Regions from separate parts of the Mus musculus genome. Here region 2 is linked to region 1. Evidence: chromatin contacts called from public promoter capture Hi-C data. All regions are on one chromosome and are shown on one strand. Each heading gives the region's core, a stretch centred on a gene start, on an enhancer-like site or on the middle of the called end of the contact. The rest is flanking DNA. Distances are from core to core; before and after follow the strand shown.

Region 1 (5,969 bases), core at 1,383-3,882:
CCTATCACTTTACCATGTAATGTAACATTGGTTGAAATAACATCCGTAGTTCGGCATTCCTCAAGTGGCTTTGTCATCTATTCAGGGGAAATATAAGCGTTGTCTTTGTGTGATAACTTAAATCATCTTAGGTGGAGTTGAAACTCTATTATTATCTTCATTGGTGATTCAGCATGACACAAGAGATACAGATGAGTGTCACGTTGACAACAGGTGGGTTTCAGGTGATTTGTCTTCACTGTCAACTTGGCAGGATCTGGAATTAACTAAGAGAAACTGCTCTGAGTGAGCCGGTGAGGAAGTTTCTTGGAAAGAGGAGAAGACCCTCGCTGTCGATGGGCATCACCTTCTAGCAGGTAGCCAAGATATAAAGAAGTCTGAGGTCAAACCCTGGGCCCTCACTTCCTGACAATGAGTGTGCTTCTTCTTCATCAGAACTCAGCTTCTGATAGGAGATCAGAAATGCTCCATGATTCTTCCAGGCCTTCAGCAACAGGTTAGAACAGCTGCGGTATCCATCTCTGAGGTTGGAGTAGCTACTGGTCCCCAGCCTCACCAACATGCTGAGAGCCATGACTACTGAATTCCTCAGCCCACTGGCTGCACACCATTCAAGTAACAAAATGGCATGATGTAGATGGTTCTATTAATCTGGAAAGCCCTGCCTAATACAGAGTAACTGGAAGGAAGCTCCTGGACTGGGAGAGAAAAAAGGAGATATGACAGGAGAGAAGGCAAACTGGGAAGCTGGACGAAAAGAGGGCTGTGGAGAGAAAGCGGCATGGGAATCCAGGCCACTAGAGGTGGTACCCTTATAGGTGACCCTGAAGTGCCAAATGTGGCTCTGGCCGTAGGAAGGTCTGAAGCAAAGGGCACTGGATATGAGTAAGAAGTCTTTCCAGGATGTGTAGCCATACAGGAGAGGCCACAGTGGTGCCTTCTGGAAAAATAGGAAAAGTGGCTGGCCTAGTAGTGGAACCCTTCATTTTCTAGGGAGCACAAGACAGTCAGTGTGTCACCTCAATACCACAGAGGAAAACAGAGTGCTCAACTCTGACCTAATTCAGACAATGGAGTCCTCTGACACATTTTTGAGGAGGAAGAGTTAGATAAGACAGGGGAGGAATTGGTGGGGCTGGAGATATGGTTCAGAGGTTAAGGGCACTTGTTAATCTTGGAAAGGACATGGTTTTGATTTCTAAAACCTACAAGGTAGCTCACAGCCACCTATAACTCCAGTTCTGGGAGATCCAATGCCTTCTTCTGAACTCTTTGAGCAATAGGCACACACATGGTACACAAGCACCAATGTTGGCAAGATACATACATATAAAATATATATATAATATATAATATATATATATTATATATTTTATATATTATATAATATATAATAAATATATAAAAATATATTATATGTTTTATATATTATATACAATATATAATAAATCTCATTTAAAAAAAGAAAGAAGAAGAAGGAAGGAAGAAAGGAAAGAAAGAAAGAGAGAGAGAGAGAGAGAGAGAGAGAAAGAATTTTAAAAATTGGAGAGGAGGGATGTCAACTTCTGCCATTCAGCATCGCTGTCCCTCAAGAGACTCTGGCCAGCAGAGATGGGCTAAGAAAGGAGCATACCCAATTTATTCCACTAGAAAGGCTCAACTCCAACAACGTTAAGTGAAATAGCACATTGAGGGGGAGAGCTCTGCTCCCTCAACCTATCCTGGGGTGGGGTGGGGTGGGGGGCACTAACAACACAGAACAGGACTGAACAAGCAACAGAAAGAGATCTTAAAACATGAGTTCTTATCAGAATGTGATCCGAAGTTAGCTGGGAACGAGAAAGGGCAAAAAAGAAAAAAGCCTCAAAACGTGGTGTAGACAGAGGCCAGGAGTAGATATGCCGGGTATGTGACTAGATAGAGACTCACTCAGCCTCCCTCCCTCACCTCTCCACCCTCTCACGACTCCCAGGTTCCTAAGAGCCTTTCCTGACACACCAGACCTACCTGCTGCCACACTCACCATGCTCATGTGACCCCAAAACCAGTGCCGCGAAGGGGGCTCGGGGAAGCAGCGGAGACGGCAGTAGTTGTCATAGAAGGCACAAATCCAGGTCAGAATTCGAGCCAGGAACAAGGAGGCCCCAACCAACTGCAGAAGTTGCCATGGGAAGGCAGCTCCAGGCCCCAGTCCCAGCCAGGACAGGCCCAGCTGTAGCATCCTGCAAGAAAGATAGGCCAGAAGTGAGATCCTGAGGCCCAGGAGACAGAGGTGGCCCTCCATGGTCACTGGACAGAGATGGTGACTTAGAGGACTAGAACACAGGAAGGAAAAGGGACACCCAGGGCTACGGAGAGACAGAGAATCAGGCAGGAGAGAGGCAGATAGGATCTGTTTATAGTCTGCGTTGGCCTAGACTGAAGCACAGGTATGTAGCGTAGTAACTGGGAAATCAGGCCTGCCTGCAGAGCCACCCCAGCTGTAACAGAGCTTCCACTGTTCAGTAGGGGCCTTCCGTGTGTCCCAAGTCCGGCACCTTTTCTCAGGAGTAATGCGTCCCAGAAACGTCCGCTCTTCCCTGGAAATGTTTTTGATCCTGGCTACCGGCTGAGCAGGACGATGAGCTGGACTGAGCCAATCCCTCGGTGGCCCAGAGCCCTCCTCCCAGCCTGGGTAGAATATCAAAATGCGGGGGGCGGGGGCGGGGGCGGGGCGGGGGCGGGGCCAACCCGAAGCAATTGGAGCCAATCCAGGGTCACATGTCCAGGCAAGCAGGGTCCTCAGGATTCAACACCTTCCATCTGAACCAAGACAAAGGTGTCTAGAGACCCAAAGTTTACAATCTGTCCCGTTCTCACTAGGCTCCGCAGGTCCTCTGAGGACCTGCAGGCTAGAGGGCAGCAGGCAGTGTTTTCCAGTTCGGACTGAAAGGATCCGAGCCTCTGCCTACCAGCTGCACAACCTGGCAGAATTCTCCCTCCAAGTAATCCAGGTTCCGAGTGGAGACAAGACTTCCAGAAACAAAGAATCCGGCCGTGCTGGAACGGACTAAAAGAGATTCTGAAGATTAAAACTCCCAGCTGAGGGACCAGAGTTCAGTTAGGAAGTAGGTGGGAGGGGTCAAGCTGAGCCGCCAGTCGTGGGGAAATCCAGGCAGGCGAGAAGAGAGAGGGGGTTGTGGGCTCCGGGTCAGCAGCACCACGTTGAGAGCTCCAAGAGAAAAACACCATTCACAATACAAAGGCAGGCCCATCTGAATAACACTATTATTCATTCAACTGAAAGGGTAAAAGCCCAAGGATGCGCAAGTGACGGACTTCAAGCCGTAAAAGATATCTATAACTGCCAACCCAGACTGCTGCATCCAGAAAAGCTGTCTGTCATAAAGAAGGACATTTTTTTTAACTATCAGCGGTAAAAATAGAACAAAGGCATTTATGAGCACTGAGCCAGCTCTACAGAAGATGCTTGATAGAATCCTTCAGGCTGAAGAGGGGGAAATCAGGCCACAAAGTCCAGGAAATAAATAAATAAATAAATAAAACACACTAGAATATTATTAAAGCAAGAGAGGAAGAAGGAGGAAAACAAAATCAACAAAATTGCAGGAATCAACAAACACCTTTCAATAACTCGGGTGTTCTCAGTCTCAACTGCACCCCAGATAAAGGCACAAGCATGGATCTGCTGCTTCTAAGAAATATCTCACTACAAGAGGCAGATAAGATTCTAGCTCAGGGTGAAAGGACGCTAAGCTATCTCAGGGGACAGGAAGATGGCTCAGTGTGAATGCACCTGCAGCCAAGACTAACAGCTTCACTCTGCTCCATAGAACTGACCAGCATGATGAAAGGAGAGAATTGACTCCTGCAAACTGTCCTCTGGCCTCCACACCCATGGCATGACAGGCACGTGTGCCCACACACACACACACACACACACACACACACACACACACAAATAAATAAAATGTTAGTTCACAGACTTTTAAGGGTATGCCAAGGAAATGGACCTAGAACACAAGCAAGCAAGTGTGTTGCTGTTCTATCATCTGACAAAAGAATCTTCAAATGAAAACTAGTGAGAAAGAATAGAGAAGTCACTCATAACCCGGTGAGATGCTTCCGTGGGTAAAAAGCTCTTACCACCATAGTCAACACAAGCCAGACAACCTCAGTTCAATCTAGATTAAGAGGCAGTGTCCTCATGGGGTGCCTGTTGATATCTGTGGGAAGAAGGGGCAGGCCATAAGGTATTACAGTCTGAACAGCAGCTGGATTCTAACATTACATTCTTTGTGTGTGTGTGTGTGTGTGTGTGTGTGTGTGTTGAGACTATGGTTTTAGGTTTTGGGGGGGTTGTTGTTGTTGTTTGGTTTTGGTTTTGGTTTTGGTTTGTCCAAAACCAAACAACTGTCCTAGAACTAGCTCTGTAGATCAGTCCTGGCCTCAAACCCACAAAGATCTGAACTGCCACCATGGCCACACCACAGGGCCTAACATTACATTCTTACAATATCTGAATTAAATGGCATCATTGATGAAACGGAATTTACAGTCATTTGCAGAACATTCCATCTAAACACACCAGAATACTCATGCTTCTCAGCAGCTTATGGAACTTTCTCTGAAGCAGACCACAAGCCTGCCGAAGGCCCATCTCCTAGGTGATTCTAGATTTTGTCAAGTTGGCAAGTAACACTAACCATCCCAAAGGGTATCTTAGTTATGGTGATGGTGAACCTAGATAATCTCCTTGACTTAACTACCATGGAAACAGACATCTGAGTGTGTCTATAAGGCTTCCAGAAAGGTTTAGCTGAGAATAGAAGACTCGCCTTGAATGTTGGCTGCACCATTCTCTGTTCTGGGGTTCCAAGGTAAATGAAAAAGAGGAAGTTCAGGTTAGAACTAAAGTGGAAGCTTTTTCCCCACTGGGTAACCTTCATCCAGGTGGAATTGCTCTTCGGATGATGGAGAAGAATCTTCAACAGTCCTACTCACCTGCGGACTCAGTGGATTGTAGGGGTTTGCATGAAAAGTGTCCCTCATAGTATTAGCATTTGAACACTTGACCCTCAGCTGGTAGTGCTTTTGGGGGAGGCTTTGTGCAGCCTTGCTGAAGGAAATATATAACTGGGGCCAGTCTTTGGGACTTTAAAAGGCTCCTCTGCTTCTAGCTTGTTCTCTCTCTCCCTTGTGCTTGCAGTTTGACACATGAGCTCTCAGCTACTGATCCAGCCACCATGTCTACCACACTCCACGATGCTTCTCTTGCCATTGTGGACTCTAACCCTCTAGAACTATAATTTAAAATAAACGTTTTTCCTTGACCTTTCCACTCCCCCTTTTCCTTTGACCAAGTAGCCTTGGTCACGTGCTTTATCAGAGCAACAGAAAAACAACTAAGACAGTGTGCTAGATCAATAACTGAGTAGGCGAGGCATATGCACTGGAGCAATAGTGGCAAGTCTGTTATGGGGGTAGCTACCTTCTTTCTGTTTTGGTTTTGAAATCCACTCCATGAGAAGGAATTCATGTCTGATGATGTAAGCTGAACCCATCAAAACCCTATGGAATTGTGGCTATGGAGGTCATAGATCCTTGGGGGTGTATTAGTTGGGATTTCTATTGTCATGATAAAACACCATGACCAAAAGCAACTTGGGAAGGAAAGGGTTTATGTCATCTTACGTTTCCTGGTAATAATCCATCACTGAATGAAGTCATGACAGGAACTGAAGCAGAAGGCGTGGAAGAACACTGCTTACTGGCTTGATTTTCATGATTTGGTCAGCCTGCTTACTTACACAACACTGGGCCACTGGGCAACTGGGTCAGGGGTGGCACCCTCCCACATCAATTATTAATCAAGAAAATGCCCTACAGATTTGCCTACAGGCAATCTGGATGAGGACATTTTCTCAATTGAGAGTCCTTCTTCCCACATGACTCTAGCTTATATCAAG
Region 2 (5,969 bases), core at 2,159-4,658, 180 kb before region 1:
GCTGTGGTGACCCCCCCACCATAAAATTATTTTGTTGCTACTTCATAACTGTAATTTTGCTACCATTATGAATCATAATATAAATATGTAATATTTAATATGCAACCCACATATCAACCTGTGTGTGGAGACCCCTATGTTGAGAACTGGTAATATAGAGCAATTAGATGAAGAAATCTCAATCTCGTTTTCTGACTGCAATAGCCATCTTCTGCCCACAGACATCACAATGCAGGTTGTTGACTTTTGGACTCTTGTTGCAGGCTATTCGATCACACTGTGAACCCCAAGTTAATGTCGTCTACTAGAAAAAAAATGTTTCTAGTTGTGTTGTGGCTCAGCCCTTCCCACTCACCTTTGATACCTCTGATTGGAATAGAGACGTACCCTTAGCACACACCTTTAATTCCAAACAATAAAGGTAAAGTTAGTTTGTAGAAAGAAGCACCCATGTTTGACTGGGTGCCATCATTAGACTGGTGTCTAATTGAGTGGCAGACAATGTGGTGAATCATAGAAAGAGGACAGGATATGCCCAACTCTCAGGAGAAGAAAGAGGAAGGGGAAGCTTCATAAGAGAACAGTGAAAAAGAAGAAAAGGGAGAGAGAGAGAGAGAGAGAGCGAGAGAGCGCAGATTAAATCAGTCAGAGGAGAGGAGTTTGAGACAGAAGAGCTGGGTTAAAGCAGCCAGTCAGAGTTCAGAGAAAACCAACAAGGGTGAGCTTATTCGGCAGGAAATCTCAGAGGCTGCAAACTTCTAGGCCTAGGTAAGATTGTACAGAGACCGGAAGTAGGCCTAGGTTAGCAGGTGGAGGCAGTAAGCATCAGAGACAACAATTCCTCATGTGAATAAAAGTTACATTTACAGATTCAACCCTATCCCACCGACTCCTCCCTCCCCTAAGGATCTCCCCATGCACAGGATGCCAACCCTTTGCCTCAGAATTATTTGCAGGCTGGCTTCCACTTTGCAGATGGCATGTTGTAGCATGCTTAGAACCCACAATATATAAGTCAATGACCATAACACAATGTACCCCCTCTCTCTGCCCTCACTCTTTTATATATATATGTGTGTGCAATGTATAGAATTTATAAATGTATCATGCATCTCTCTCTCTCTAAATATATATATATATATATATATATGTATATATGTGTGTATATATATGCACACACATGTGTATATATAATTATTTGAATATAATCATGTGTTGCATAATGATGTTCTTGTCACTGACACACTACATATGTGTGGTCCTGGCCCTATAAGCTCATAATGGACCCAAAGAATTCCTATGCACAATATCTTTATTATTGTTATCCTATATATAGATGTATTTAGATACATAAACACCATTGTCTTACAAATACCTACAATATTTAGGACAGCAACATGATGTGAAGATTTGCACAAGTAGCCTACACTATATGGGTTTGTGCTGAGTCCTGCTCCATCTTTCTCAGGGTTATGGCTGAGTCTCAAGGGTCTATCCCAGGGCCAATGGAGAAGGTATACAGCCTACGTCAGAGATAGCCACCTTGGCTTGCGAAGATGAATGTTCTCTGGTGGTATTAATTTCAGCCCCAGGGACCATCATCAGGGAAGGTCTCAACCGGGACTTAGGGGTGTCTAGGCAACATTGAAGCCTGTTAGTTGTAATTGACAACTTGACAGGGCCTCTACTCACCTGAGAAGGGAGTCTCAGTTGCATGGTACTGCCAGATCAGAGTGGTCTGTGGGCACATCTTTGGGGGACTGTCTTAATTGTTAGTTGATTTAGAAGCACCCAGCCATTCTACCTGTCACCATTTTCTGCACAGATAGTTCTGGACTGTATTTTTCAAAAGCTAGCTAAACATGTGCTTGAGAGTGAGCAAATGGGCAGTGTTTCTCCACGCTTTCTGTCTCAAGTTCCTGCTGGAGTTCCTACCTTGACTACCCTCAAACAAACTTTTTCCTCCTGAGGTCACTTTTGGTCAGTGTTTTATCACAGCAACAGAATGAAAACAAAACTTGGATAGGTCTGCAGTTCCAACTGTGCAAAAGGTCTGCAGAGCAGGGACTAGTCAACTCCAGGACAAGAGGGGACCACTAATTCTCTAGGAGGGCAGAAACTCCTACCTGTGAGGCCCCATGCTCTCACCAAACATCACCCTGCGTATGATGTCACTGATGTGTACAGATGTTGTGAGCTTCGGTGTTTGCAAGTGAAGCAACTGAGACCGAGTCACCCAAAGGCAAGAACAGACTTGGTCAAAATCTAAGGCACGGGGTCAAGGAATGCTTACGGGAGGGTGAAGAGACAACTCTTATCTCAGTTGGGCAACAGGACTCAATGGTCCATCTTAGGGAAGAACTGACAGCTTTTAAGTAAAAAGTGCTTCAGGAACAAGAGGCAGGAAGACAACCCATAACTCTCCTGCTTCATGGGTGGTAGGAGAGGAATACCAGAGATTACCCCCAGGCAAACATGGAAACCCTGATATGGATTGACAGAAAAATGGCATTGACGTTGGACAGAGCTTCCCAAGAGGCCTCAAGTCCAGCAGACAATGAGGGAACCCCAGGGGTCCTCACTCTGTATTGTCTACCTTGGAAGTGTCCACCAGTGTAAGAAAGATGGACTAGAAATTAATCCAGAGCAAAGTAGGGGTGGAGGCAGGGACATGAGAAAAGCTAGTGAAGGATGCTGGAGGACTTCAGACCCATCCCCTGAGGTCCATTCCTGGTCCATTCTCTCCAAAATACAAGACCCACAATATATTGCTGCACTCACCATGCCTAGGTGACCCAAGAACCAATTCCATTTGGGGGGTTGAGGGAAATCACAAAGATGATGATATGTTCTGTAGAAGATATAGGTCTGAGTCAGGACACGGGCCAAGAGCCAGGAAGCTCCGATCAGCAGCAAAAGCAGCCATGGTGAGGATGCCTCCAGCCTCAGTCCCAGCCAAGACAGGTCCAACTGTGGCATCCTGTGGGGCAAATGGACAGACAGTGAGACTGGGAGGTTGGAAGAAGGTTGGGGCCATCAGGCATAATGGACCAGGGATATGAATAATGAAGGCTGTTTGTAGGAGGAGAGATCCATGGGGTGGAAATAGGCAGTAATATGGAGGAAGAGGAGGTGGAGGTAGAGGAGGAGGAGGAGGAGGGAGAGAGGGAGAGAGGGAGAGAGGGAGAGACCCAAAATTCCTGAATGAAACTGCCAGGAGATGTTACCTGAAAAACCCCATGTCTGAAGCCAACAGGATCACTCTGACTTTTTGGCTTCAGATAGCTGGTTATCTAGAAATAAGCAGCCAGGTTCAGGCTTAGAGTTCTCTTTAACCTACTCTTAGCCAGGCACCTTCTCTCAGGAACAGTGAGTTTCCCACGGTTCTCCTTCCTTTAGAGTTTCTTTGTTCCTGGCTTCTGCTCTGAAGGAGGCTGAGCTCAGTTGTGTCAGCCAATCCTTCACAGGCCCAACTGCCTCCTCCCCTCTGGGGCAGAAGGCCAAAAGGAGGGGGTTGGGTCAGCAGGGTACAGAGTGAAATCAATTCAGGGTCACAGCATGAACACCAGAGCCTTAGAACTTGTTCCCTCTCACATCATGGGGGAGGGCGGGGGGTGGGGGGGTGGGATGGAGGATGGGCATGGGGATGGAGGTTGAGGGCAGGAGAGATTTGGGAGCAAAACTCTGAGGTTAGCAGAGGTAAGTCTGAGTCTAACATCCACAGCCAAGTAGGGGTATCCCTACGCGTCAGAGACTCGTCAGAGACGACAGTGTATCTAGCAAAATCATTAACAGGAATTCTCCTGCTAGGAGAATGCAACCAGGCCAGGCTTGGTCACAGACCATCTCCCAAAGTCCTCTGCACTGGACTGCACTCACAGCATGTACCTTTTTTTTTTTTTAAATACACAATATTTTATTAATTTGTTGTTGAGAATTTTATGCATAAAATGTGTTTTGATCAGACTTGCCTCCTACTCTCCCGCTTAATTCCTTCCAGATTGGCTCCTTACCCACACCCCTCCCTTTTTTTTTTTTTTAAATAACTTACTGATTCAAATAGGTGTAGTGCCTATCAGGGACAAAAGGCTTACCAGTGATCAGACCCTCAGAGAAAGCTGACTCTCCCACCACCATCAGCTGCCAATAACTCCTCAACTAGGGGCTAGGGCTCACCATCCCTTCCCCAGTGCTGGAATGTTGGTTATCTTGAGCTTGGTGTTATCTTGGGTTCACTGCAGCGTCTGTGAGCTCACTAGAGCAGAGGTCCTACCATACCCAGAAGGCATTGTTTGGTCCTATTCTTCTAGACTTCTGGCTCTTACAGTCATTTCGCTCCAACTTCCACAAAAATCCTTGAATCTTGTGGGGCCCATGTGGGCGTGGTATAGTTTCACTTAGAGACAAGTTCTGCTCACTGCACAAAGAAACTTCTCTCATGGGGTCTGAGACCTGCATGTAGCCTTTCATGGCACAAAACTGGGAGGTCCAGGATGCCTCTGCCTACCAGCTACACAGTCAGGCAAAATTCAAATGCTGCTCTGAAGCAGCTCAGGGTCTGGAGAGAGCCACTACTCTCTGGAGCAGCAAAAAGGAGTACAGCCCAATGACCAAGTCCCCAGGTCAGATGCCAGGAGTCAGCAGCTCAGCTGGGAGAACATAACTTAGGTTGACCTATATGTGAACTGAGACATGGTGAGAGGGAGGAGACATGTGATGTTGAGGTGGAGAGCAGCCCTGAGCAGACAGGTACAAGCAGAACACAGCACTGGTCACACAACAGCCTTGAGGGTCAGTCTGTACAGGCCACCTTTTTTGAGGGCCACTTATTGATTTTGCAGCTGCGTAATCCAAGCTCAATGAATCACTGGCTTTCAGGGGTTCCCCCACTTCCACCTCCTTTTCTACAAAAGTACTAAGATTATGCATGTGTGCAATTATGCCCGACTTTCTATGGGCTCTGGGGATTTGAACCTAGGCTGTTATGTTTGCACAAGTGTAATACCCTCTAGGGTTGCAGGAACAGTTTTTTGCATTTGTTTGTTTGTTTGTTTGTTTGTTTTAATTAAAGGTTTAAAACACAGGGAAGAAATGTTACTGGAGATCTTGGGGAGTTCCTGAAGACTAATCATATGTTAATAAAAGAATTGCTTCCCCATTTTTTTTTGTCTCAATAATTAAAGTGTCGTCGTTTGAGTGAGCTACATCTCCCATAGTCTAAGGCATCTGACGACTTTGTTGTTGCAGGATATTTGATAACACTGTGAACCTTGAGATAGTGTAATTTACTGGAAAAACCTGTTTATAGTTGTGACTTGGCTCCACCTTAGCACTCACCTTTAATCCAAGAGCTTTGTGCTTGAATACTGTAAACAGGATTAAATAAAGTCAATCTTAGGTCAAGAGGCAGAGCAAGCAACCAGTTGACCGGAAGTGAACATAGGATTATTAAGAAAAAGCCATAGAGAGTAACAGGAAGTCAGGAAGATGGATAGAAAGATGCATAGGAAGTAGAAGGGAGGGAGATTCAGTTTGGAGGAGGTTTTCGGAGATGGTGAGGGAGATTTGCTTCTGGGAGGCTGTCTGAGAAAGGTCATCTGGGTACTTTCTCTGCTTCTCTGAGCTAGCAGATGTTCACCCCAGCCTCTGGCTCCTGAGTGTTTGGTAGCAAAATCAAATAATTGAGATTCTGTTAACAATAATTTGTCCTCACTTGGTGGCTTTTTTGGGGAGGGTTAGGAGGTGTGGCCTGGCTGGAAGAAGAGCGTGAGCCCTGAGTTGAGGAAAAGTGTCCCATGGGGATGGGCTTTGAGAATTTAAGGCCTCACCCTACTTGCAGTTTGCTTTTTCTGGTGCTTGTGGTTCATGATGTGAGCTCTCAGTTTCCTGCTCCCGCACCCATGGCCACCTGCCATTATGGATTCTGTCCCTCTGGAGCCATAACCCAAAGTAAACTCTTTCATGAGTTG

What was found. Capture Hi-C pulls out chosen DNA fragments and counts their contacts.
Region 2: a contact with region 1 is called in a promoter capture Hi-C map of liver. The contact joins the promoter of Cyp4f15 here to the promoter of Cyp4f17 in region 1. A contact is called at or near these places in 4 of 39 promoter capture datasets (the C10 cell line, hematopoietic stem and progenitor cells, liver and 1 more), 1 of 484 Hi-C or Micro-C datasets (bone marrow-derived macrophages), 8 of 115 datasets of contacts at active chromatin or transcription factors (bone marrow-derived macrophages, embryonic stem cells and hepatocytes) and 4 of 9 other capture datasets (adipose tissue, liver, macrophages and 1 more).

What each region holds. Positions count from the first base shown.
Region 1 is chr17:32,503,147-32,509,115 of GRCm38.p6, reverse strand. Cyp4f17 (cytochrome P450, family 4, subfamily f, polypeptide 17) reads right to left here and starts at 2,632. Exons shown (of 13, transcript NM_001101445.2): 1 at 2,538-2,632; 2 at 2,024-2,222. The coding sequence starts at 2,221.
Region 2 is chr17:32,683,070-32,689,038 of GRCm38.p6, reverse strand. Cyp4f15 (cytochrome P450, family 4, subfamily f, polypeptide 15) reads right to left here and starts at 3,408. Exons shown (of 13, transcript NM_001346538.1): 1 at 3,228-3,408; 2 at 2,782-2,980. The coding sequence starts at 3,241.